6 separate regions of the Mus musculus genome follow, and all the other regions are linked to region 3. The links are chromatin contacts, called in public Hi-C and HiChIP or PLAC-seq maps. All regions are on one chromosome and are shown on one strand. The core of a region is the stretch at or near the end of the contact, and the rest is flanking DNA. Distances in the headings are between cores, read along the strand shown. Region 1 overlaps Gm46361 (a long non-coding RNA gene). Region 2 overlaps Gm46361 (a long non-coding RNA gene). Region 3 overlaps Rad51b (RAD51 paralog B). Region 4 has its middle 33 kb from the start of 4933435C09Rik. Region 5 overlaps Rad51b (RAD51 paralog B). Region 6 overlaps Gm51985 (a long non-coding RNA gene).

Region 1 (4,463 bases), core at 857-3,356, 170 kb after region 3:
AAGTGTTCAGGTACAGGCTGGGCTACAAATATAAGCCAGCCAGACCAGGGATGGGGAGTGAGCAGGAGGGAGGTCTCATGACGGAGACTCTCAGTGTGGCTATTTGTCAAACCACAGCACAGGGTTCCAGGTGGGCACACTACCTGATGCCTAAATACTCTGTCGGTGCTTGGAGAGCCTTCTTGTGGGTATGAGACAGCCATAGAGAGCAACCCAGCCAGCAACGAATGTCTTCGTTCTGAGGCAGGAACTCCGGCTTTCTCTTAGAGGCAGCACATGCTGAATTCAAACACCGCACTTGGTATATCGCAGTATTAGGTTCAGGTCCCAACTTTATGGGTCTCTCTGAGTAAGTGGGAGTAAGCTATATATTTACCCCGTGCCTCAGATTCCTCACCCGGTAAAGGAGGACAACAATACCTACAACAGAGGGTTCTTATGAAGATTGCAAAATCAGAAGTACATGCAAAGCATTTCCCCTGGCCTAGGGAGCAAGGCCCCATTAGCTGTGGTCTTCATTATCATGGAAGCTCCTCCCATCCTCCCCCCACAGACACTCTCTGAAGCTGGCTTTGTACAATTTAAGCACATGAAGAATCGACTTTTAAACTATAAATATCTTCATCCCCAGTTCCCAGAAAGCTTTTGGTTCTCTGTCTCTCTCTATTTCTGTCTGCCTGTTTTCTCGGTCTATCTCTTTCTGTCTGTCTGACTGTCTATCTCTGTGTCTTTCTATGTCTCTCACTCTCTCTGATGTCTCTCTCTGTGTCTCTGCTTCCCCCTGTCTCTCTGTCTCCTTTTTTTCCACAAGCCCTTGCAGTCTGCAATTTAGGATAGGCATGGCTTCCAAAGTCACCATCCTGATCATCCTGAGCATCAAAGTGACCCCTCCTGTGGACATTTGCCTCACTCCAGGGATATATAAAGAGGTGCTCAGCAGATGAGGACCAGACCTTTGCAACCGAAAATTCAACTTTAAAGTTCCAAAGATCTGTCCCAGGAAGGCTGGAGGGCTGTGTGATCTACAAGGTGAGACAGGGAATTTCAAGGTTGGAATCAAAGGCTCCTGAGCAGATGGAAAAAAAAAAGAAACATAGGTATGCAGCCACCCAGACAACAGCCAGTTAACCCTTCCTTTCCCAAGCCCACTGTTGGACTTTATGAGAGTCTCAGTCTCTGAATAGGTATGCCTCAGTTTCTCCTGCAAGCATGCTGTGACACATGGCAAACTTAACTTCTTTTACATGCTATATAATATCAAGAGCAATAAGATAGTATTATTTTATTGGTTCTATATTCTGTTTAATTTTTTGCGGGGGGAACACAAGACCTTGCTATGTACCCCAGGTCGGATTGAAAGTCATAATTCTCCTGCCTCAGTCACCCAAGTGTTGCAATTATAGGCGTGAGTCATCCATCATTTCTAATTCTGATTTTCTTCTCTGACTATCAGTGGTGAAGAGCTGAGTAAGTAAGAGTTGCTGTTACTCAGCTGGTGAAGTAGCTGGGTGGATTAGGGGTTTGCACAAAGCCTGACCACCCCAACTTTGACTCACTGGGACCCAGTGGTGGAAGGAGTGAACTGACTTCTGCAAGCTGTCTCCTGACCACCGCCTATATGTGTGCCCACACGTGCACAGATGAAGAAATAAAAATGTAATCAAAATCAAAAAGAGTCATTGCTGCTCTATAATGAAAAGATCTTCACTCATTAAAGGAACCCACAACGGATCATCTCATGCCTTCTTTAATAGTGCAACTTTGAAAGACATCCAGTTAGTGGCCCAGTGGTTATTTATTTATTTATTTATTTATTTATTTTCTACCTCTTCTGGAGTAGGTGACAGACACCACAGGGGAATGTTCAAGTGAAAAGCCCAGCATCCCTGGAAGACAAGAACAGAAGCCTTTGGACATCTGCACGGGACTCCATCACCAACACATCCAAACACTTTCTCGATCTGGAGGAAGAGCCTATCCCATGTTCCACAGAAGGCCCTGGCTCCTGCCAGTTCCTCCCTGGTTCACTGCTGGGAACCACAAGAGTGGCCTCTCTCATCCCTGCTGCCTCACTGGCCAGTGGAAGGGCAGAGTTGGCAGAAGAGCCTTTGTGAGCCTTGTTGACTCTGCTGGGTTCAGAGAGGCCTTCACAGTTGACTCAGCTAAGGAGAGTTGTTTACTTCCTGCAGCCTTGAGGTCTGCCAAGCACAGGGCCCAGCTGGGCAGTTCAGTGCCCGGGTCTCTCACTCCCACACCAGTACCTGTAGAGATCAGTGAACAGCCCCTGCTAGGCCGGCCAGACTGAGTCTGCACAAGCTGCCTTGGCCCTCAGCACAGACTCCTTCCTCCCTGCTAGTTCAGCTAGCCAGGCCTGCCTTAGTGACACTCCTGGGCTGGGTTTCTTTCTTTCTTCCTGAAGTCCAGAGCCCAGTTATTTACCCAAAGAAAACAGGGAAGTGACAAGGTAACAGAGTACACATGTTGTGAAAATATGCAGGCTGAGGCTGAAGAAAAGAAAACATTCTTCCATAAGGAACTGCCTTGTTAATTCATATTCTTCCCCCTCCAGATTAGAACCAGCCATTGCTTGTGCTCCTTCAAGTACTTTCTGTGGTTCCATGACAGCTGCCTACATGGGGCAAGATTTGGCTTGAAAAATGGGCCATCGGTCATGCTTTGGGTGGGGTGGAGGTTGTGGGGGGGGGTCAGACACTAAAATTCCCAGATAACTCAAATTCACTGCTCGCTCACTCTCTCGGCGGGATACAGGGGGGAGAGAGGTGGCATGGAGAATGGATTGTACAAACGTCAAGACATAACCTGATTTTCCACAAGAAGCCACAGCTCAGTAATGAACAGTCTTTGGAATGAGCTTTTCAACTCCTCTTGAAGTTGGTTTCCGATCCCTGGCAAACCCGGTCTCTGCAGCCTTGAGTAACGGCCACAGGCTGATTCTCGGCAATTAAAAATAATATTGGCCCTGATAGAGAACTCTTGGGCACCCCCCTCCCTTACACACCCTTTTCATTACGTGCCAAAGATTACTTTCCCAAACCTGTTTCAGAACAGCTGGCCGAGTTGGAGGAGCAGGCTCAGCCCTCGTGGCCTGGAGAGAGGCTGCAGTTATTAATAGCATTTGCTCTGCCTGGTGTTTGGGGCAGGAAGAGGGTGACCTGTGTCTGTTTGGAAAGTTGGGTCCTAATCAGTTTGGGGCCTGTTCTCTCTTCCCTGCATTCTTTAAACCTCAAGCTCTATGGATAGTGGCTGAGAGAGCCCACAGAGAGGCTGGGTAGGGCCAAATAGCCTCCCTATAAACCTTCAGGCTTCTCATTTCTTCCTTCGTGGTTGTTCTCTGCCTCTCAGTGGGTATTGGCCAGAGGACTGGCCAGGATCCTTTCAAGGGAGGTCTCTCACAGAGGCCTGGGCTGCCCCTGTTAGCACTTTCTGGTAACAGAGCCTGCTGAGCCTGGTGTTGCAGCTCAGGCCTGCAAGGCCGAGTGGGATCTGCTCCCTTTCCTAAAGGCTTGAGGGTGGTGTGGGTTGGGGAAGTATTTTCAGCCCTTACTGCCACAGAGTCTGTCAGCTTCCCACGGTCAGCACCCAGCAGCCTTAACCTCAGAATGGGTGGAAATCCCACTGTCTCCCCACACGGCCGACCACAACCACCACAAAGCACCTTCTCAAGATACCAGGATAGGGCTGGATTTCAGGCCTGGAATGCTCTTGATTGTCAGGTTGGGTTGCAGCTGAAGTGGAAAACCTTGAGAACAAGGCAGATTATGGGTCTGAGAACAAGGTCTCTCTCCTAGGTGGACATTTCTCAAGGAGAACACGATGGTGGGCAAGAAGCCATATCCAATCAGAAACCATGCACTCCTGGAGGAGGGTACCTCAGAATGAAAGTTTGAAACCTGGGCCACCCACCTTTGCTAGTATGCTTACATGGCCCCCGGTTCCAACAGGGGAGCACAGCCTCTCCCACACTGGGCCAGACTCCAGTCTCTGGCCATAGGTGAAAGACTATTTCCGGTGATTGTTTTGAGATATTTTATATCCAGTGTGTGAAAACATAATAGTGACCGGAAAAATACACACACGCACGCACACACCCTACAAAGGTGGTCCCATCCTTCACTAGAAAGGTCAGAGGACCCTTTTCTCATTTAAGTCCTTGATGTAGATCCAAGGGAAGCAGTTTCTTTGAAGTCAGCAAAGACCACAGCTGGCCCAGCTGCGAGGGTGTGGCTGGGGAGTCAGACAGGATGCGCTGCCTTATCAGGGGCCACTCTAGTTCCCGCCTATAAGGACCATGTTTCCTCCAGCAAAAGGTGACTTCAGAGCCATTTGTTCGGGAGTCCAAGGAAGACTCATTATAACCCAGGGAGCAGAGTGGCCTTATTCTGTCAAAGGCAAGCATTTCTGCTGGGGAGCTCCTACACAGTCCTTGAGTGTAAAACTCCAGG
Region 2 (4,321 bases), core at 792-3,291, 150 kb after region 3:
TTTGGCCCTAGGACCACATTCTGCCAACCACTGCTCCATTGTGACTCTTCTGCTCCCCTCTGCCTCCTTCTCCATGGTTAGCTATTTATAAGCTCAGACCTCCCGAGGGGCTGGTCTTGAAGTTAAGGACTTTTGCTCTTAGATCTCCCCAGATCTCTAGGACTGAGAAGCTGTTTGGCAAAGGCAAGTGGTTGAATACCAAAACAGCCGCAGAGAAACAGCTTCCTCAGGCCTTGGCGAGACTGTCACACATTTCAGAGCAGATATAATGGTAGCAAGGTCTATAGAAACAGGAATGAGGCCGTTAAAGATTCACTAGGAGAAGGGACAGATAACCAGACCAATCCCAGAGATTCTGTCTACCCCTTTCCTCTGCTCCCAATTCCCCGCTTCGCATGCCTCCCACTTTACATCCCTACTTAAAGTCCTCCCCTTTGCATGGAGGCCACTTCATGTGCTCTTGTAACCCCAATACCTTGCTTTACCAGGATAGACTCAGATGGAATCATTTCTTCGATCTGTCAGTGAGTGCCTTATCATTCCAGAAAATAATTAAGCAACGAGAATTGTTTCTGTGTCCCTGGCAGGAAAAAAAGGGGGCAGGGGCAAATTATTTTACCAGGCATGAGATTTAGTAACTTAATTCTATTGTTTAAAATGAAAGGTTATATGAAAATCCTGACAGATGAGCTTAGAGAGTTTGCAGCGTGTTTCTAATGGGATAGTCATCGTCCTGCCTTCTGGCCTGTCATGTTTGTCTGCCTGTCATGTTTTAACTCACAGCTTCCATAAAACCCCCAGAAAACCTTGTTTTCAATCCCATAGCTACAGCTGAGAGCAACCCTTCCCTGTCTTTATACAGTGCTCTGTGATGGTCAAAGCACTTAGCACAAATCACATTTCATAGATGAGGCAATTGACGCACATTAAAGGACTTGCTTTGATTGGCATTGCTGAGACCTGGGACTCCCACCTAAGAGCCCTACTCATTAGACCAGGCTGACTCCCAGGCATCAGAATGAAACAGCAGTGAGAAAGGAAGCCAGGGGCTGGAAACGGCTCTTCAGTTAAGAGAACTTGTTGTTCTTCCAGAGGGCTGGATTTAAGTTCCAGCACCTACATCATGGCTCACAACGCCTATAATTCTAGTTCCTGGGGGCATCCAATGCTGTCTTCTGGCCTTCTTATTCTGTGTACATGGTGTACATACATGCAGGCAAACCATCCAGACATATAAAATACAATTTAAAATGAACAAGAAAAGAGGAGCCAAGCAGTATTTTAATCCTATTTGGAATTCCAAGGAAACCTTGGAAAGAGTATCAGAACTTTGATGGTATTTGTTAGTGTGGCCCAATAGAAGAGTAGATACCTTAACAAACTTTGCACAAGACACATACATCTTGAAATCAAATCGACTAACCTTCTTGGAAATAGCAAAACTTTACACTAGAACTTGGCTTGAATGAAGAGATTCACAGCAAGCCTGAATCCTCATCACCCTTGTAAAATGATTCAGGCACCCCAGCAAAGACCCCAGTGTCTTGCTTGTGCTTGACCATGAAGGTCACCCTTCACAATGGAAGGTTAATACTGACTCCAAAGTGAGCGAGCCACTGTCTCCATCACTGCCACTTACTACAGCCTGTGCTCCGTGTTCCTTGGAAACCTCTTGCCTCAGCTTGGGCTTGACCCAACCCACTTAGAAGGAGGAGAGCAATTTTACAGCCCTGCGTGGAGTGACTCCAAGCCAGTCGTATCTATTTCCAAGTGATCTGACGCAGCAAGCAGATCATGTTTCCTTTGGAGGCTTGGCTGAGAAAAGCTGGGCTGGCAGGTCTGAGCCAGAGTGAATAAAACGACTGTCAAGAAAAATCCCAAATGGCCTCTAAGGAGGGAGGACTAATGAAATGCTCAGGTCAGAGGTGGGGTGCTTTCTGGGGAGATTGTAAAAAGAAAGGAAGATGAGGTGAGCATGTGTGAAATTTGCAAGAGTCAACAATGACAGGGGACGCCAAGCACACTGGCACATGCCCAGAACGTTCCGAGAGCAGGCACCTAGCCTGAAACAACTCTCTCTCATACACACAAAATCTAACTCTTAATTTGAAGCGTACCTTTACTCAGAATTTTTATTGGAATTTCTTACGGTTGGTTACCTGTCCACCTTGCCCCCATCCTGCCAAAGCCAGCAGCGATTCTAAGTGCTTTGCCAAAGACCAACAAAGCCCTGTATTCAATTATTCTTGTCTCAGGGAATAGAAATTAGGGAATTCCAGGAACGGGATGTGGGAACAACTGAGAAGCTAGGCTTCACTTGAGATCCTTGAAAAAGAAATAAATACCTTGTTGTTGGGATAGAAATAGAATTGGGTCTGCACAGATCATTTGAAAGGAGAAGCCAAGTCTTAGGACTGGCTCTAGCCCGCTGACTTTCTGCTCAGGATGATAAGAGCAGACCATTGACCATCAGATCCCACGGGCATGTGTCTGGCTCTTGGTTCTCTTCTTTGGCTGTACATGGGGTATTTTAAAGGGCAAGACACGGGGACAAAGCTGTTTTTCTTGAGCAAGAGGTGTGTGCGTCCAGCTCCACACTTGTCAGTGAAGCCCTTTTCCATCCAAACAGCTTGGCCACTGGATATGGTAGCAGCAAACGGCCACTTCCCCTTGCCTCATGCCCCTGACAGTCAGCTGGCCTGTTTCAGGGCCCTACTGTGTGCCAGTCATTGTCTTGGAATGGAACCAGAATGCCCTTGCCCTTGGTGTCTTGTCTATGTATCTGGACAGGAGACACCTGGGGCAGAAACAGTGTGAGAAACACTGGAGATTTGAGAAGAGGAGCCACCAGAGTAAACATGAGGACAGAAGGGGTCATCCCTAAGGTCTTTATTCTCCTTTAAGGACCCCACATTGATTTCCAAAATATCAATTATCCATTTGTTATTTAGATAGGCTTGGGGTTCAACATGAAGTGGAATATGGAATATAAAAAAGGATTGCAAGGAAAGGGCTCATGTGGCTTAGTAGGTAGAGTGCTTGCCTAGCACGTATGAGGACCTGTGTTGAATTCCCAGCTCGGCAGAAACCATGTGTGGTGCAAGCACACATATAACCCCCGGGTTTGGGGTGGAGATAGAAGCAAGATAATCAGAAATTCAAAGGTCATCCGTGGTTCTAGAGCGGGTCTGAGGTCATGAAACTGTCTGTGGAGCTGGAGAGATGGCTCAGAGGTTAAGAGCACTGTCTGTTTTACAAGATGACTCGAGTTTGAGTCTTAGTACCCACAAGGTAGCTTACATGGGCCTGTAACTCCAGTTCCATGGAATCCAACTCCCTCTTCTGGCTTCTGTGAGCACTAGCTAGGCACACATCCAGTTCACAGATAAAACACCAAACACCCCACCCATACCAGTTCTGAACACAAAGACTAGCACAAACAGCTACTGTGTTTGAACAGTTGTCTCCCATTTGTAGAGTAGAGAGAGAACCAAGAGTGGCCAGATCCCAGAGGGAATCTGCCATAGCCGGTGTGTGTGTGTGTGTGTGTGTGTGTGTGTGTGTGTGTGTGTGTGTGTCACATTCAGGTTGATGTTGGCACAGATGGAAAGGGCAGATGTCAGTGAGAGAGGGAAGATCAAGAGTGGTTTTAAGTTTTCCATTTGGGTATCTGTGGGATAGCAATTTTGTCAACTGACATAAAAGAGACAGGGGAGGAACATGTGAGGCGATTGTCATAGGAGGCAGGGTCATGATAACCAATATGCTTTAGACATGTGTGATTGGAGAGAACCACACAATGCCCAGCTCGAAGTGTCCTGTAGGCATTTGGAAATACATGTGGGAAATTCAGGAAGATGGCTGGGCCTGAGATCGTAGAGCATGGGTGGTAAGTGAAGCCAGCAGAGTAATAAGGTCACTCAAGCAGAACAAACATATCTGAAAGAGCAAACAGAAGCCCAAACCTAGAGAAGACACCATTTGATGCGGCAGCAGCAAAAGACGCTGGGGAGGAGACAGAGGGAGAGATCTAAGAGGTAGGAGGAGGAAAAAGGAGGACTTCCAGCTACTGTTGACAACAGGTCAGGGCAAAGGTCAGTGGGTATAGGAGCTGTCACTCTGGGTAAGCAGTCTGCCCAGTTCTTAGCAGGTTACTCTTACTGGGGAGCACTTAGGGATACTGGGCCATGAGACAAGCGAGCTGTGTCCATCAGGACTTACTTACGTCACCTACCATTTCTAGATGTGGATGAGTGCTGAATGTCCTACCTATGTAGGGAAGGCCTTAGCTTGACCACACCATTAGCTCCTGTCTCTTACT
Region 3 (4,110 bases), core at 73-2,572:
GATACTCGAAGCCATCCTGCCTCTGGTTTTGTTTCATGAACCTACCTTAACCCTTAAACTACGAAGAGCACAATATTTTGTTGAGCACCTACTTTGTACTTTGTGTTCTAGGTTATAAGTTGAATACCTGGAGTCTTTCACTAAGCTTCATGGGATCTTTACCAGTGGATCGATCGCATCATGTAAGAGAAGACTAGCATCATGTCCTAGTGTCAGGACAGTCTTTCAGACTTTCCTGATGACCTAATGTTCTCTGTTGGGGACATGCTGCAGAGAAGTACAGGAGATTTTTTTTTTTTTTGAAAAGCCAGAACACTTGCTAATACCTCAGACAGGGATGTACGTTGTATGATGCACTGCACGGCGCCCCAGCTTTCAGAGACCACCTCTTACCAGAAGTTTGCCAACCCCAGCTCTTAGAGAGATTCAGCCCAGCAGCCTCAGTCAGTCCTCTCATCCGACAGTAATCAAAAGTTGCTTGGTAAATCAGTGGGGCCGAAAACATTCTTGGCAGTTCAAACAGCCAGCGGTAAGAACAAGCTTTCTTTACTTGCAATGAGTTCATTATCCAAGGGCCAGAAGTGCTCAAAATCATTGATTGGCTAATTATAAGTAACTCAAGGGCCATAATGCTTCAGTCCCTCTGTGGGAATATTTATAAGTGCTCAAGTTCAGCTCAGATAAAAGAGAGGGATGCCACCCAAGAAAACTGCAGGAAAAAGCCTAGAATTAGATGGCATGGGATGTTGCCAGTCTGAAAGAGGAAGGATCAATATATCACTGAATTTTACAAACCAACCTTGGAAAACAGATTCCCTGTGTCCTTCCCAGCTTTAGGATGGGATGCAAAACTAGGGGCTTTCCCCCTTTACTCGCGGTAGTAAGTCTACCCTGTTTTCTTAGGAAGGGAAGCAGTTGCTTTAACACTCTGGCTAGATTCCCAACATGAACAGGGTGGCCCGATTAAAACAGGCCTGTGGATGCTTCTGCGTGAGGGAAGGGGTTAGCTGTAAAGCACCACGTGCTTGTGGGTGTTTAATGAATATGAGCTGATTAAATTGGCCACCCTGAATTATAACCTCATCCCTCTGGAGCTCCTCTCTGGCTCTTAGCTCAGGACCATGTTCATCAAACTTTCTGCCCAAACTTGCTAGGCAGAAATGCTTCCTCCTAAAGTTGCCTGTGTTTTCCACCCAACGTTTCTTTGTTTCAAAGATGCGCAGTAGAATGTGACCATGGGAGACCCTTCCCTTCGGATGCAGGCCCAGCTGCAGTGACGGCAGCCACACCCACAGCACTTCCCCTCAAACCTGCTGCCTCCATCTGTTTCCCCATCTCTGGACTAGTACAAAGCCAGTGTCTGTCTGGGACAGATAGTGAGCTGAGTAGCAGACAGAGGAGGCCTTGTCTAAAGAAGGAAAAACTACTGTTCTAGAAACCGGGCGACCTAGCTTTCTGGCTGGATTGTGCTAAGAGCCATCTGTGTGGTTAGGAGAGTCATTTGTTCCTTCACCCATAAAAGGCAAAGGCGAGACAAAAATCAATATTTCTCAAATTGTGGGCTCTGGGACTTGGGGTCTGCAAGTTCTATGAGATTTTTAAAATTTTTATACTCTTACCACCAAAGTTTTTTTTAATTATTATTATAAAGACAGTATAATTACAGTTGAAAGACACTGAAAAAAATAAATAAATAATAAGTTTCTTAAATTGGTGATTCTAAAACTTATGTAACATTTTCTGGAGGTTTCTCGGTATATTATGGGAATCTCAAATAGTTGTTTTTTTAAAAGGACTCCGTGAATCAATAGAATTTTCTATAAAGCAAAACATCTTCGTTTTAAGTTTTTTTTTTCTTCCCCCCACAGTACGCTTAACTCTCTCAATGCATGGGCTTCCTTTGTTTTTACAATCAAGATATTTGCTCCTTCGCCAAAACTTTCCATGAAACTGTAAAGAGTGTGTTTCTTACAAAGGCTGCTTTTCCCTTTAAGATTTGGAGCATTGGGCTGGGCTGATATAACTCAGTGGGAAAAGAACTTGCCACATAAGCATGAGGACCTGAGTTCAAACCTCTAGAGCCTGTGGAAATCTGGTACTGTAACCCTTGTCTGTAATCCTGGTGCTCCTACATGGACCTGGGAAACAAGAGCATCGCTGGGAACTCATGGGCCACTGAGCCTGGTATTTGAGACAGAGGAGAACAGAGACCCTGCCTTAAACAAGGAGGAAGACAAGGAAGGACGGATATTCAGCCCTCCGCTTGTACCATAACACACATGCAGCCTCATATACCTAAACACACACACACACACACACAGAGAGAGAGAGAGAGAGAGAGAGAGAGAGAGAGAGAGTGTCAAAGGTCAAAGGCTGGAGATATGGATCAGTGTTTAAGAACACTGGTTGCTTTGCTTTGCTAGAGGACACAGGTTCAGTTCTTAGTACCCACATGATAGCTAACAACCAATTAATATTGTATTTCTGAGGGATCAAATGCCTTCTTCCAGCCTCCTTATGTACTATATGCACATAATGCATAAACATACATGCAGAAAAAAAAAACACCCATGAAGATTTAAAAAGAATCAGAGCATCATAAGTCATTGTTAATCAACCTTATCAACTGAGACTACCTTTCTTTTATCTCTCAACCCTTATAAACCTAAGATTAAATTTAGTTGTGCATTTTAAATCATATTTTACAAAATGCATTTGTGCATACCATCCATCTATCTATTTATTTTGTGTGCACATGTGTGGGCAGGGTGCATATATGGAGCTCAGAGGACAACTTATAGGAGTTAGTCACCGAGTTCTATCATGTGGGTCTTGGGCATCAAACCCAGGTCCTCGGGCTTGGTGGCAAGAGCCTCTACTACTGAGGCATCTCACTGCCTTTATCCCTTTTGATTTTCAGTAGACATTGTCTGGTAGCATGATGTCCATTATAGAAAGGAGGATAATTTCACCATAAAAAATCACCTGGTGTTTCCTGATTCATTCTCTCCAGCAAAGCTTTCCTATTCTTGGAATGGCGAGAGAGTAGACGGGGTATCTGTTAGTCGTTCTACTGCGCTGATCCAGGGCTACTTGTTTCAGGAAATAGTAAATGGGGCTTCTCATTCAAGGATAGACTGGCACTGCCAGGTGTCAGTCACATGACATCAGTTTGGACTTAGTCTCAGCCCAGTTCCTGGTGTATACAGGTACTCTGTATTTATTGAATGTTGAGTAAGTAAATGAACGAGTGGATTTTAAAAAATCAATCCTAGGCTGGGCGTGGTGGCACACATCTTTAATCCCAGCACTCGGGAGGTAGAGGCAGGCAGATTTCTTAATTTTGAGGCCAGCCTGGGCTACAGAGTGAGTTCCAGGACAGCCAGGGCTATTCGGAGAAACCCTGTCTCGAAAAAACAAAACAAAACAACAACAACAAAATCAATCCTTCTACCTAGGGATGCATACCTCTGAAATCCTATCACTCAGGAGGCAAGGTCAGTAACACTGTCTCAAAACCCAAACCAACAAGATCTTTCTGACTAAGGTCTGTAAACTGGAGGTCATTTTTACCTCATGCACTTTTCCAAGTACTAAGTCAACAGGGTTCGCTGAGAGTCTTCCAAGTGCTTTGAGGGGAAACAAGGGAACTGATGAGAAATGGCGGACTGGCAGGCCAACATAGGAAATCCCCTTTCTGGCTCTCTCCAACTTTCTGTCCAGGGCTGATTTCCTAGGCTTCCAAGGTGATGTGGTAAATGGTATCCTTTTGCCGGGGGATCGAATGAAATTGTCACTCCCAGGGAGAGAGGAGAGGTATGACAGGGTGTGAAGAGTAAATAGAAGGCAGCCAGATCTACCCCGTGGGAAGCTGGGTCGGAGAGCGGAGGAGCTGGTGAGAAGACTGGCTCGGGCCAGAACATGTCTGCCTGTAAAGGAGAGAGGCTTCGTCTGCTTCTCACATAGTGTGGTTTGGCTACTTTCCCATTACTTCCCCGGAGAACTCTTAGTGACCAGAGACATCGTATTTTAATCAAGATGGTTCTTGCTGAACTGGTAAGCTAGGCTCCCATGGGTTTAGTGGAGTTATAGCAGGGTGAAGAGAGAGGC
Region 4 (4,025 bases), core at 1,156-3,655, 240 kb after region 3:
AGAGCGGCCTGGAGCTGCTGTATCTTAGGAAAAGCCCTGACTAGAACTCGGCCACTTGACTGACCTCCCTGATAGGCATGCCTAGTCTCTCTAGCTGTGTAGCAGGGTGCTGGGTCCTCCGACCCACTTTTTTCATGCATCCCCAAACTCAGGAATGCTGGAAGGTGTATGGGCATGTGCACAGGGCACCCTGCTGTAGGAAGCAACCCTCACCCACAGCTTCATTGCATGGCAATGTTTGCCCAAGTAAACGAGAGGTGCCAGGATTTACACCTGTTGTGCTTCCTAAGATGAGATCATTCTAGTCGCCTTTGGCTTCGACCTCTGACTCTGGCAGAGACGTATGTTTCCCTTTGACTTATATAACACCATCCCAAGCTCTTGGGACAAGCTCTGGTTTCAGACTGTCCCAGGTTGGCCGGTGAACAAGTGCTTGAGGCATCCACGGTGCTGCATCCTGCCAAGCAACAATTCCATTTCTGCAGCATCACCTGCTGCCCGTTCAGTGGTGCTTGTGTGAGTCTTGGAATATTTTCATTGCATTTTGACCTGAGTTCTTTCATAAGAATGAATGGAAATGGAAACTTGAAGTACTGATGTTGGTGATAAAAAAGGGCAGGTCTCACAAACCTAATGTAACTTAAACAAAGATGGAAGTCATTAGGCAACGCCAAGAGTGGGGAATAGTTAGCCTAACTCAGATGCTCTCTTGATTTAAGCCAGACAACTGTGTGTTCAATTGTGAAGGGGAAAGAATACACTGGGAAAGCCCACATGAAACTGTGGACATACACGGTCAAAGATTGTGTCTCCAAGGCAAGTGAAATTACTGTATTTGCTCAGTTTTAAGGCTGCACTGATTTAATAGAAATTTTGGGAGGCTTGGTGGAAAAGATACAAGAGATTGTGAATCAAAAAAAAAAAAAAAAAAAGCAATGGTAATGCTATTTTACTTCCAAGGAACAGAGTGTCCCCTTCAAGCATGCATACAGGCTGCTTGCTTACCTCCTTCTTGTTAGATGAGTGAACTTTCAAGAGAGCAGTGAATACAAGAAGATCAGGGTGCCTAGAGACACTGCCCCTGTGGGACTCAGCCCAGCTCCCTAACAAGGAACAAAGCCTCATGTTAATGTGCTGAAAGGAACAGTGCAGAGAAGTGCAGGAGAAGTGCAGAGACTACGAAGGTTTCACAGTCCCAGGTGACCAACAAGTAGACTAAGAGCAGGTATGGTGATAATGTAGTCCATTAATCTCAGCACTCTGGAGACAGACGGAGGAGAATGAGAATTTGAGGTCAGCCTGGGCTGCATAAAAACACTGTCTCACTGTTGGAGCAGTGGCTCAAGTTAAGAACACTGCTGCTCTTGCAAAGGACCTGGCTTGGGTAAGCTACCCCGTGGTAGCTTACAGCTGTTCATAACACCAATTCCCAAGAGTCCTCCTGCCCTCCACAGGGACTCCTGTGATGTGCATACATATAGACAGACAAACAGACACTCATAAAAGTTCAAAAAAAAAAAAAGACGATTCTGTCTCCAAAACTATTTAGGGCAGGAAAGAGGAGGAACCACATATCTAGCGGGACCTAACAGCCATTTTGAAGTTCTTAGACACTAAAGCCTTGCCTTTGCTCTCCAGAGGTCAACCCATTTGTTCTGAACCCCCCATTTTGTTACTCATGTCCTTCATAGGAGTCCTCTGACCCATTCTAATCTCTCCAGTCCCAACTCTGACAACAGTGCTCCCTACTTCCCCGAATGGTCCTTCACTCATCCTTTCACAAAGTAAATGCACTGTCCTCCAACCACAGACTTCTTGCCAAATTCCTCCTGTCCTTGGGCACAAACAACCCAGAAGTGCTCTCAGATCCAGAACATTGTTGGGGAGTGGGAGGGGTGAGTAGAAGGGCTATTCACCCTCCTGAGCCTATGATGGGATGTCTGGGCAGCTACTTCAAAAACACCAGGGCCTGAGACCTGTTCCAGGGATGCCACCCAGACGGGACACTGCTCAAAGCCGCCTCCAGTCCTGGGAACAAAGGTGAGGAACTCTTGACAGGGAAACTTAGCCCTACTTACTGGGTATGAATGATACCACTGGTCAGCCCTAGCTGAGAGGGGGTCTGGGCTCTGTTTTGTTCTTCTCTGTTCTAATCTTGATACTTTGACTACATTCTCATTCCCTGTGGCTTAGGCTGTAATGGTGAGAAGCAACAGTCTTAAAAACCTCAGAGGAGCCAGCTCAGAAGAGCACCTTTGGCCCACCTCCCTCAGTGCTATAACTAATGGGGGTACTTTTGCTACCACCTCCTGGTGAAACTGCTCTGGCACACATTAGGAATTCTGTCTCTAGGTCCTGTGGACTCTGAGCTTCTTGGGGCTGTGCCCAGAGTCCACTTGATAGAGAGCTGGGGTTTTGGTTTTTTTCCTGTGGGGCAAACTTCTCTGGTTAGGACACAACTGTCAGGGCATGGCTTGGCAGAGCTTCCATGCCAAATAGGGGTATGTGTATGTGTGTGTGTTCTTTTGTCTGATTTCCCAAATTCCAGGCAGGAAAGCAAGCTTTCTGTCTCTACACAGCTCCAGATCCCCCTACCAACATTTGCATTCCCCGGGTATGAAAGGAGTTGGTAGCAGGCCCCATGGAGGACAAGGCTGTAATTCAGCCAGGCCCCAGTGACATCCCAACCGTGAGAGTGCAGCTGGGGCAGCTTACGAACAGCGCCCGGGTCCCAGGGGGAAGTCAGCCCTGTTCTCCAGCCCACAAGCGCCTATTGTTCACTTTCTTGTTTTTCTCCAAATGTTTAGATGTGCTCAGAGCACAGAGAAGCCTGAAAGCAAGACCATTGGCCAGGGCAAGCCTGAAGCAGGGAAACCCACCGCTGGAACTCTGGGGCCCCACACTCCCTCCTCAGCTCTTCCTACTCCCCCTGCCATGCGCCGGACTCCGGATCCAGGGGTGGTCTCTTCCTGGCCAGGGCTGTTCAGAGAGCAGTAGGCTTGGATTGTTCAGCAAGTAAAGTATGGAATCCAGCTCAGACTGGCTTGCTTGACAGTCAGGCACAACTGTCCACATTAACTTGAGGCTGTCCAACGTGAGGGCTGGGAGAGTCTGGGCAAGTGCCTTTCTGATTCCCCGCCACTGACCAAAGCTGCTGAAGACAGGAAATAGTCACTGAGTGTCTGTCGGGGCCCCTCTCTGCATCAAGATTGTGACTCTGAGGTTTGACCTTCAGGGTTTGACAACTGGCCGCAGCAGCGCTTATTGCGTATGCAGACTCAGGCAACCTCTCAGCCTCTCTGAGCCTCAGTTTCCCTTCTTGGTAAAATTTACTTACTCTGTCTGTAGAGAGAGCTATGGGGACACTCAGACTCTATAGGCTATTCTTCCGGTTACCATTGGTTACCATGACCCAGTTTGGAAGTTGCCCCAGCGCTGGGAACAGTCACTTGTGAACCTTGATGTCCACTGTGAGTCAGCACAGCTATGCAGGAGCAGTAGCGCCAGAGGAATGAAGGATGGAGTGCCTCTCGATACCAGGGTATAGAGAACATGCTGGAAAGCCAGCCTTCTCCCCTCCCTCTCTCCTCTGCCCCAGATCCCTTTCTCTTGGGAGTTCATATTACCTGCCCTCCCCCAGGCCTGGGATTGCAAGCTTCCCTGCGTCTCCAGGCCCTAACAGACCCAGAGAAAACCCTCAACCTGGAAAATGCCCCTCCCCTACCATCCTGGCAGACATTACTGGTCAGGGCCCTGAACAGGGATGCAGGTGGGCAGAGGGAATTCCTACATCAAGGTGGGAATCTGGGTTTGGGATCCTCAGTAGAGTTATAAACATTGGTAATAGTGAAGCTTTTGCAATGAAGAGAGATGGACAGAGCAGGCAGGAGGTCCCTAGTAAGACCAGAGGGCTGCAATAGCAAGGTCTGAGTTCTAGCCTTTTATGTCTGCGGACAGTGCACATGCCCACATAGGGGCTTGGGAGGCTCTGCCTTCTCAAGAGACAGGACTTTATAAGATCCCCC
Region 5 (4,431 bases), core at 1,431-3,930, 230 kb before region 3:
TTTCATCATCATAGAGCAATGAGAATCAAGGTTGTTACTAGTTTGTATCACAGAAAAATTCTGCCTGTAAATGGTGTAAGCAGTAAGGACATTTGCCTTCTTATTATATAACGAGGGCCCTGGGTTGGTGACCCTTCAGCTCAGTTACATCATTATGCACTCATATTTTATGAAATAGGTTTTGCTAGCTATGCTGGATCCTATACCATGACATTCCTATCTTGTCCTGAACTCACACTGCCCATTACTGAAGATAGAACAACTCTCATGCGACTTGTTTGCTTTACTTGGTCCAAAACAACTTTTTTGCCAATATCAGGAATGTTCTATATTTATACTGTTCAATATAGTAAGCCATTAACCACACATGACAATTTTTGCACACTTCAAAGAAATGGGTGCTATAACTAAGAAACTAAAGTTTTAAAATTCAGTTTATAGAACCATATATGTATGGCAAGTGGCCATGTATTGGACTGGGTACAACTAGATCAACAATCTGGGGAAGCAGTCAATTAAAGCATTCATTTGTCTTTAGATTTTGTCCTAACTTTTGACCCAAACAAAACCAAATGAATAAAACCACAATACATATATAAAGGCTAGCAGTAGAGTGTCTTCGTGGCAGCGGATAAGATGGGAAATGCTGATAGATTAGGATGAGTCAGCAGAGCTGAGTAATGGGCGTTTTGCTGAGGAGCCCTGCTGCTGAGTGTGCTTTTCTCACTTAGGGAGCTGCTTTGTTTGTAGGCTATACATTGTCCTGCCCCAGGCTGGCCACTCCAAAGCTGGGAAAGGTCATGGATAGCATCTGTATGCATCCATCCAATCAATATGTACAGGCCCTTTGTTGTGAGCTAGGTGTTGTTGTAGGTGTTGAAAATACAGTAAAGAGGAAAAGTTGTCTGTTTTGTGGCCCTTGGAACTGTTACAAGCAAATGAGCAATGCAGTTTCAAATTATGACGAGTATTTAGAAGCAAGTACAGACAGTGAGGCGGAGTGAAGGAGGTAAACCTTAACAGTTGTCTAGATCCAGGACTTTTCCTGGAAGAACTCAGGTGGTTTGGGCTTTCTCTCCAGGAAGAAGACTTTTGGTCTTATTTACTTTTACATCAGAAAATAAAAGGGCTCAAGCATTTGATATAATCCAAAAGGAAGAAAAGTCAGATGTGTTCGCAAGAAGACACTGATTTTTGTCTTCTATGCAAAGCTCAGTCTTGCCTGCCATGTTCTGGTGAACTCTGTGTGGCCCTGCACAGAGCAAAGTTTATTTCTTGTTTGTGTTCCCATATATCTTTTGCTTTGTCTGGAGTACTTTGGCTTTCTATAGTGGGTTTCTGGCCTCCAGCTTTCTCATCATAAAGTAGGATTATCATCATAATATTTATGAATCATACGGCTCTGGAAAGATCTGTCCTTAATCAAAATAATTATTAAATGTCTCATAAACTTGTAGGCCAAAGAAAACATTTAACTTTTTTATTAAATTTGTGCAAATCATTCAGTGAGTTCAGGTTTTCATTCTCGCCCCCCCCTCCCCCAATTTTAAAATAAAGTAGTCGTAGGCTTGTCAAGAATGGTAAGAACTGGATCCTGACAGGAATGGTAGAAACAGAAACAAGCACAGCCTTTCTGGAGAGCCAGTTGGCAGGACAACAGACAGTTCTCTAAAATATGCAGATTTACATCTTCGCCCCCAAATATAAAACTGAATCAGCGTTCAAAGGCATGTGTTCAGAGACATTCATCATCATGTTGCTCATGATGATAACAGGCGGCTCACAGCTCAGTCGTTTAATATAGGGACAGTTCAGTTATATGTTCATTGTCAAACTGTGTGTAGCTATTAATGTAATGATGGCATTAATAGGAATTAATGGCTTTGGAAAGAAGTTCAGAGTGTTCTAGCATTTATAGTGTCCCATGCTGCTTCTCTTTGAGCATCGGCGGTCAAGAGCGGTAATTGTGATCACTTGTACTAACCTTGACATTCGTAGCATGTTACTGTTGAGTGCTGAAGTGTCCTGGGTAGTATGCTGAGCTCCGCTCAAACATTATCTCAGTGAACTTTCAGCCTAGCCCTACTAGCAGGCACAACTTGGATTATTATTTTGTAGATGAGAAAGCCCACTCTTAGAGGAACATAACTATGTAAGGCCTTATACTGAATGATAACAGGGGCAGCATTCATACCCAAACATTTATCTCTAGAATCGATATTCTCAAAGTTTACAGAGAAGCACTCCAGCGTCTTTATATCCTAGTAGAATGTCATGAGAGGCATGTTGTGGAAAACTCTTTCATATGCTTTCCTGTAACTGTACCTTTATCTGTGAGTACTTGGTTCCCATAAGTGGCAGGGAAGAGGTGGGTTAATATTTAATAAAAACACAGGTCAGCAAATAATAGCTCATGGGCCAAAGCCAGTCTGATGGTGGACTTTGTAAGTCCTGTTTTATCTCAGCAGCACTGTGCTTCATTATTATATATTGTCACTTGCTGTCTCTGTGCCTTATTGACAGGAATGACTAGTTTCAATAAAGATTGTGTGGTATAGAGGCTAAAATTAATAGTATCAGGTTCTTTACAGAAAAAAAATTGCCCATGCCTGCTGTAATACACTAGAAGTCTGGAAGGATATTGATCCTGTCTCAGTGATTGCTTTTCTGTTTAGAGTTCATGTTCTTCAGTAGGTACAGGCCACCAGTGTCCAGGTAGTTGGTGAGGGTTTACTGAGAACATGAACCAATAGCTTATTTCAGGACTTCTGAGCCCCTCTGTGCGTGGCTGGCTGGCATTCCCTAACTGGGCCATCTGTGTTGCCCTGACACTCAGACTGTTGCTGCTTCTCTGAGATGGAATGTGTATTCACAAATGAGGGCTCCATTAGTCATGGTGAATTTCCTGGGCCCTGGAGACATGGCCATGACATCACCAAGAGCCAATCAGAAAGGGGCCTCTATAGTCCAGCCTTCAATCCTCTTTGGAAGACTATAGACTAAGTGTTCTGTTCCTAGCCCTCAGGGTGTGATTTGAAACTGCCTTCCTCATCCAGCCATATTCTGGGCACAAAAGTCTAGCTTCTAGACCCAAGAGGCAAGGGCAAGCTTGATAATCTGCAGAGCTGGAGGCAGATTGCTGTTGAACATTTTTTTCCATGGCTTGGGTTTTTTCTTCCCAGAGTTTTCCACTCCAAATGACGTTGTTGCTTTCTGTGGCAAAGGATGGGTGGTGAAGGATGAAATCTGCATTAGATAAAAGATGGCTGGCAGTTAACATTTCTGGATAAGTATAGGTTGGTAGCATGACAAAAATCAGAAGTGTAGTTTGCTGGTTTGTTACATTGCTTCTCTGTATACTTTAACAGCTTTTAACAGCAACTGCTTTTAGCAAAATTAGTGTGTCTTAAAAACAGGCTCATTACCCACAGATCTTAGGATCTTCCTAATGAGGGTTAGCACCTCATTAAATCTTTTATCATCAAGAAGAAAAGACCCACTACCCCCCACTTCTCTTTTGGGGGGGGATTTAAATATTTTAGACTTACAAGCCTCTTTCTTCTCTTCCTTTTCTTTCATTCTTTTTCTTCTCTCTTCCTGTTCCCATCCCAATTTACGAGAATCATTTGTAGAATTCAGTTTTAGAGGTAACTTTCCTAATCTGTGTTCAAAAGCATCTGTTCAAATATGTATTTCTAATTGGCTCTGTCTCTTGTTACTAAACTATAATAGTTAAAACACCTTTAAATTTTATTCAAGGCTCACACTTGTAATCCTAGCACTTCAAGCGGTGAGGCAGGAGAATCTCAAAGTCAAGGTCAGCCTGAGCAAGAACTTGTCTCAAAAAAAAAAATCCATTGATCCTGGAAATTGAGACTTAGAACCTAAGCCAGGTGTGGTGCCTGTAATACTCAAGAGCCTTAAGTAGTCCAGAGAAGTAACAAAGGTCCAGTGGCAGCCTGAGCTGTAGCGGGAGATCTTGCCTTTAAACCAAACCAAACCAAACACAACCAATCCCCAAAACAACCCTAGGAAACAAAACCAGAAAAAAAAATCTTGAAGTGGACTCATGCAAATAGAGTTTTATAGCTTAATGCAGTTTATGAACCCCAAAATTGTACCTTCTCCCTTCATAAGGAATATATCTAATACCTTTTCATATTTTTCATAAAAATCAAAGAGAAATTGGCAGAGTAGCCTTCATTATTAGTTTACCTACATTTACTAAACATTGCCTCTGTTGTGTTAAATTTTTCCCTTGTTCCTGCATGATGACTATAGTAATAATTATATAATTTAGAGGAGTTTTATTTTTGAAGCATCTTGAAAACACAGGCATTTATCCTTATTTTTTGAAACTATACATACTAGTAACTAAGAGATGCATCCTCTAGAATCATGTAATATACTACAAAAGAGGCACTTAAAAAA
Region 6 (4,325 bases), core at 239-2,738, 200 kb after region 3:
CCCTCTGCCTGCAGCTCCCTCTCTTTAGGGTAGGTGTGATACTACCTACCCCGTGGGGTTGATGGAGGCAGGGGACCCACACCGGCAGGCCCCAACCTCATGAATGATAGCATCCCAGAATTGTTCAAGGACCATTAATAGTAGTAGCCTTTCCTACCCTGATGTTGGGGTTTCAGCTTTTCCTCTAGCTGTCACATTTGTGTGCTGTCTGTGAGTATTATTAGCCCCCTAGTCATGAACCCTGTTTCCAACTGTACCCATGTATACTTTCATCTCAATGTGAAATATGGGTCCCAGGGAGCTGTCTAATGTAGACAACATAGCTATGTCGATGAAAGTTCCAGGCCTGGCCAGCCTGAAGGGGAAGCTCCTAGAAGAGAAATCAAATCTAGCCTTCCCAATGGAGTCTTCCAGAACCTTCCCCACTTCCCACAAGCAAGTAAAGTGGGGTCTGGTTTTCATCTCGTTCACTACCTGTGTTTCCTTGAGAGACAGCAGGATGTTGTTGCCATGACAGTGGTGTGTATGTGGAGCTGGGGGGAGGGTGGGGGGGCTTGGTAGTTTCCCTGAGGAGGTGGCATGCTCTGTGGCTGTGGTTCCATCTGTACACCTAGGCAGATGATATGGAGCATAGAGATAGATGAATGAGCCACAGGGGATGGGAGGTGGGGGGGACGGACTCTCGAGGTTTGCATGAATGCTGGGCTGATTGAGCACAGCTGTTCCCTCGGCAGTGCTTGGCTGCTGCTGCTTTTCACATTCATTTCATGGGAGGACAGAGAGGCAGCTCCTTGGATGGTTCTTGGAGTGTATGACTGGGAGACCTGGGAGTCCCTTAACAGTGTCTGGCCTCAGTTTTCTTCTGGAATGTAGTATTCATACAAGAACCTTCCTGAAGACCGATACATATATATATATATAATTTCCCCCCAACAGCAATGGCACATTTGCCAGAGGGTTAAATGAGGTGCTACTTAGCAGGAATGTGGCACAGAGAGTATTATCTGGTTGAGAGATGGGACCTGCCATTTTGGTAACTGTCAAAATGGGCAAGCCTGAGATAGTTGGCTCAAGCTGAAGGCACAAATAAGAGAAGGTGCTACAATTTGCAAAAATTAAACAGAGCCCCCAGCTCCTGAGATCAGCAGCTCCTCCCTTCCCCCTCCTTCAGCTGCAGAAGTTTAGACATGTGGTTCCCCAGGCTGCCCCAGTAAGCTAAAGCTTTAAATAAATACACACTCCAAACTGCCGTGCCATCTCTGCCCCCTGGCTGCCCCAGGCTCCTCCCTCTTCTTTCCTCTCTTGCCAGGAGCCAGGCCAGGTGGAGCTCTGGAGAAGGTATCCCTTCTGCTTGCACGTATGCTGTCCCAGGGGCCTGCGCAGGACACAAGGGGCATCCTGATCCAGTGCAGACTCTCCTCTTCCTGGGTTTGTTAGGAGCCTGACCGGCCCTGAGTCTTATGACTTCAACAGATGTTTCTGCTTAAGGAGTCCTGGCATCTTTACGGCCTGTTTTTTCCATTCTTGCCTCTCTTCCTCTGTCCCAGCGGCTCTGAACACAATTTAGACTTCATTTTCTTTCTAATGGTTACAGGGATAGAAAAGGCTAGGTTTGGGTTTAGGTTTTTTGCTGCTGTTGTTGTTGTTTCTTCTTCTTTTTCTTAACTTTTTTTTCTTAGCTCTTCTACACACACACACACACACACACACACACAGACAGACACACACACAGAGAGAGAGAGACTTCCATAGGTCTATGTTCCCAGTGTATGTTACTATCGAAGCAACATTGTTACATTGTGTTTCAAAGTCTCCTTTCCCATCTACCCATGCCTCGTATTCTTTGCTGTCCATCCCACCTAGATTACCGCAGGACTGATTGGAGTGTCCACTCTGATGTTGGTTCTGAAGGTTTGTAACCATCCCGGCCTAATGCCTGTCTTCCAATAAAGCATAAGGAGCCTCGCTACTGTCTATCAGAGTCTGGGGAGGCTTCTGCAGGTCAACAAGACTGACAGTTCCCCCCAAACTCTGTCTAGCTAGCCTACCTCTCTGGGCTCAAGGGGGGTGGGGGTGGGGGGCGGAGTTGACAGTTGTTACAAATGGAACCAGTTTTCCATGGGCAGGTTGCAGGCTTGCAACCAGCCCAACCACTCTTCAGATCACACCTGTAATTCCCTCTCACCTGCTGGCATGACTGGATGTTCCCAGTCACTTCCCCTGCAGGGCTTAGAGTGACCTATCCCAGGACCTCGGCTCATGATTTGTGTACGCCCCGGGCTGAGAGCTGTTCATTACCTGCCGAGACTGACAAGCAGACCAGAATTTCTCGTCTGGGCTCCCACAAGAGTCTAAGCAGTTCTTCCTGGAGTCCTAAATGTTGACTCACCTGGGTACTTAGCTGGGGTTAGACCTGTGTTTTACTGTATCCTTTGTTTAAGACTCACATTCTAGAATACTATAGTGTGGAGCTAGCTGCCCCAGGCTGTCCACTCCACCTTGAAGCTGACTATGAGGGCAGAAGTGGGACAAAAATCTTTTGGATATCCATCTTCAATGCCTTTTCCACAGAGAGCCTTCCCTGATGGCTAGGCCAAGCCCTGTGAAGTGTTCATTAGGTGACAACCCCCACCCGAAGAGGCTACCCTCCTGTCTCGCTCTTTCCCATGATACCACCACACTCATTTTTCTCGTGGCCTTCTCCCCCCTCCCCTTCCTATTTAAACACAGCACAACTCTGATTCTCGCTTGCCCAGGCTTTGGAGACAGAACTGTATCATCTTCTCCTTTTGAGTCTGTTTGGTGAAGGCAGACACTGCAAAATGGGTCAGATTCCCAATAGCATGATGTCGCACATAGGGATAGTGGGAAATGGATATTGGAATAAGATTCCGAAGGAATTCTGGGAAGCATGCTGTACAGCAGCCATGCCTAGAGCCTCCATCAGCCTGGCTTTTGACTTTACTTCATACTTGTCTACCATTGAAGAGGAACAAAAGCAGCCTCTTAGCTCTTTCGTCAGCAAATAAATCCCTTCAGAATTCCCCCACCCACAACATGGACACTTCCTAGAAACCTCTATTGACATCCTAATCCTAGAGCCCATGGATGGTCAAACTCATGTCTGCCCTAGAACCCCTCAGGATCTAACCTCTTCCCTGGGCATATGCCAGTACCCAGCCTTGGCAAGTGGAACAGTGTCGTGGTGGCTCCGCACACCAGCTGTATCAGGCATTGTTCATCCTGTTGCCGAGGTATCCTGCTGCTGGATGGGGCTCTGGTTCTACTGAGCAAGCGTTTAGAGACCCAAAGCCACACCAGGACTTGCAAACCTGTGCATACGTCTAATGGGACAGAGGGGGAATTCACATCTGGGTGTAAATAGCTGGCAACCAGGCCTAGGCTCTCTTTTCTTCATCACCAGAGGCCTAGTGGGAGGTCCTACGTACCTGGGCGGGTTGAAGGTGGAAATCTCTGGTCTGGCTTGATCATAACATCACTGTCATCCAATTATGGGCAAAAAAAAGATGGACTTCAGGACAGCCAGGGCTACACAGAGAAACCCTGTCTCGAAAAACCAAAAAAAAAAAAAAAAAAAAAAAAAAAAAGGACTTCCTCAGTCTCTGAACAGTTCCTTCTTGTCACTCAAGACAGGAATATTGATCCATTCCCAGCTTTTCTATAAACTTCCCCAATCCCAGCCTCAGGCTTGGAAGAGGAGATGGGGGGTAGTGGGTGGGGCTGTGGAAGGCAGCCATATTTCTGGCGCAGTAAATCTTTCCCTGGAGACAAGACAGCTGAGTTCATCAGCCAGCTCTGGGTCTGCTCAGAATGATCCCTCCCCGACCCCCAGAAGACCCTCAGCAGCTTGGGAAAGCACTGGCTCACTCCGGCGGGCGCTGGGTTTGTGTATATGGGACTGTCAGGCTGTGCAGGGGTGTCTGATGACATAGTAGAGCAGCTGAGAAGAGCAGACCTTTTGGAGTGGAGACAAAAATGTTAGCCTCAAGGGAAACTTGTGACCCCCCTCCTCCAGGCTTCCACCCCCCACAGGCTTTGGAAAGCCCACTCCAGGACTTCTCATGAGCAGCTGAGCCCATAGCCTCCTCTCTCAGAACGCCATTAAACTCTGAGTGATCGAGGGAAGAGGATAAGGATGTGTGTGTGTGTGTGTGTGTGTGTGTGTGTGTGTGTGTGTTTGTGTGTGCACAAATGTGCCACCATGTCTCTCTCGCCCACCCCTCTTTGCATTCTGCCATTGTTCACACCCCATGCCAGTCTCCTCATCTCATTCTCCTCGTTAAGCCTTCACCTTCATCTTCCCC

What was found. A called contact is a pair of places that touch in the nucleus more often than the background predicts. HiChIP or PLAC-seq counts read pairs in DNA pulled down with a chosen protein or histone mark.
Region 1: an H3K27ac HiChIP or PLAC-seq map of heart atrium shows a contact between it and region 3, with 5 read pairs. The contact joins two enhancer-like sites. A contact is called at or near these places in 1 of 15 datasets of contacts at CTCF or cohesin (large pre-B cells), 3 of 484 Hi-C or Micro-C datasets (Th17 cells, cerebral cortex and muscle stem cells), 6 of 115 datasets of contacts at active chromatin or transcription factors (astrocytes, bone marrow-derived dendritic cells, embryonic stem cells and 3 more) and 1 of 9 other capture datasets (embryonic stem cells).
Region 2: a contact with region 3 is called in an H3K27ac HiChIP or PLAC-seq map of heart atrium, with 5 read pairs. The contact joins two enhancer-like sites. A contact is called at or near these places in 2 of 484 Hi-C or Micro-C datasets (muscle stem cells and uterus), 4 of 115 datasets of contacts at active chromatin or transcription factors (bone marrow-derived dendritic cells, embryonic basal ganglia, fibro-adipogenic progenitors and 1 more) and 1 of 9 other capture datasets (embryonic stem cells).
Region 4: a contact with region 3 is called in an H3K27ac HiChIP or PLAC-seq map of heart atrium, with 8 read pairs. The contact joins two enhancer-like sites. A contact is called at or near these places in 1 of 15 datasets of contacts at CTCF or cohesin (the NIH/3T3 cell line), 4 of 484 Hi-C or Micro-C datasets (the C2C12 cell line, Sertoli cells, frontal cortex and 1 more) and 6 of 115 datasets of contacts at active chromatin or transcription factors (heart atrium, large pre-B cells, neural progenitor cells and 3 more).
Region 5: a contact with region 3 is called in a Hi-C map of uterus, with 4 times the contacts expected there. The contact joins two enhancer-like sites. A contact is called at or near these places in 2 of 484 Hi-C or Micro-C datasets (both in uterus) and 2 of 115 datasets of contacts at active chromatin or transcription factors (astrocytes and fibro-adipogenic progenitors).
Region 6: a Hi-C map of uterus shows a contact between it and region 3, with 4 times the contacts expected there. The contact joins two enhancer-like sites. A contact is called at or near these places in 1 of 15 datasets of contacts at CTCF or cohesin (large pre-B cells), 5 of 484 Hi-C or Micro-C datasets (the 3T3-L1 cell line, the MNK3 cell line, Th17 cells and 2 more) and 4 of 115 datasets of contacts at active chromatin or transcription factors (astrocytes, embryonic stem cells, heart atrium and 1 more).

The regions. Positions count from the first base shown.
Region 1 is chr12:79,902,910-79,907,372 of GRCm38.p6, forward strand. Gm46361 (a long non-coding RNA gene) reads left to right here. Exons shown (of 2, transcript XR_001780641.1): 2 at 916-1,673. Among named protein-coding and RNA genes, the nearest start is that of Gm51985, 5.4 kb to the right of the region's middle. Within about 2 kb of position 2,107, at least 114 of the 459 cell types and tissues checked have an H3K27ac peak or open chromatin away from gene starts, as enhancers often do. A contact at or near this core is called in astrocytes and heart atrium, where this site is marked.
Region 2 is chr12:79,885,645-79,889,965 of GRCm38.p6, forward strand. All of the region lies in intron 1 of Gm46361 (a long non-coding RNA gene), which reads left to right. Among named protein-coding and RNA genes, the nearest start is that of Gm46362, 4.8 kb to the right of the region's middle. Within about 2 kb of position 2,042, at least 66 of the 459 cell types and tissues checked have an H3K27ac peak or open chromatin away from gene starts, as enhancers often do. A contact at or near this core is called in heart atrium, where this site is marked.
Region 3 is chr12:79,731,574-79,735,683 of GRCm38.p6, forward strand. The region is part of intron 8 of Rad51b (RAD51 paralog B); the gene reads left to right. Among named protein-coding and RNA genes, the nearest start is that of Gm36048, 65 kb to the right of the region's middle. Within about 2 kb of position 1,323, at least 50 of the 459 cell types and tissues checked have an H3K27ac peak or open chromatin away from gene starts, as enhancers often do. A contact at or near this core is called in astrocytes, heart atrium, neural progenitor cells and 2 more, where this site is marked.
Region 4 is chr12:79,967,671-79,971,695 of GRCm38.p6, forward strand. No RefSeq gene overlaps it. Among named protein-coding and RNA genes, the nearest start is that of 4933435C09Rik, 33 kb to the left of the region's middle. RefSeq lists an enhancer at 960-4,025. Within about 2 kb of position 2,406, at least 130 of the 459 cell types and tissues checked have an H3K27ac peak or open chromatin away from gene starts, as enhancers often do. A contact at or near this core is called in heart atrium, neural progenitor cells and oligodendrocyte precursor cells, where this site is marked.
Region 5 is chr12:79,501,376-79,505,806 of GRCm38.p6, forward strand. All of the region lies in intron 7 of Rad51b (RAD51 paralog B), which reads left to right. Among named protein-coding and RNA genes, the nearest start is that of Rad51b, 210 kb to the left of the region's middle. Within about 2 kb of position 2,681, at least 138 of the 459 cell types and tissues checked have an H3K27ac peak or open chromatin away from gene starts, as enhancers often do. A contact at or near this core is called in astrocytes and uterus, where this site is marked.
Region 6 is chr12:79,927,788-79,932,112 of GRCm38.p6, forward strand. The region is part of intron 1 of Gm51985 (a long non-coding RNA gene); the gene reads left to right. It overlaps 9430078K24Rik (RIKEN cDNA 9430078K24 gene), which reads right to left. Exons shown (of 4, transcript NR_131074.1): 2 at 3,450-3,564. Among named protein-coding and RNA genes, the nearest start is that of 9430078K24Rik, 6.3 kb to the right of the region's middle. Within about 2 kb of position 1,489, at least 87 of the 459 cell types and tissues checked have an H3K27ac peak or open chromatin away from gene starts, as enhancers often do. A contact at or near this core is called in heart atrium and uterus, where this site is marked.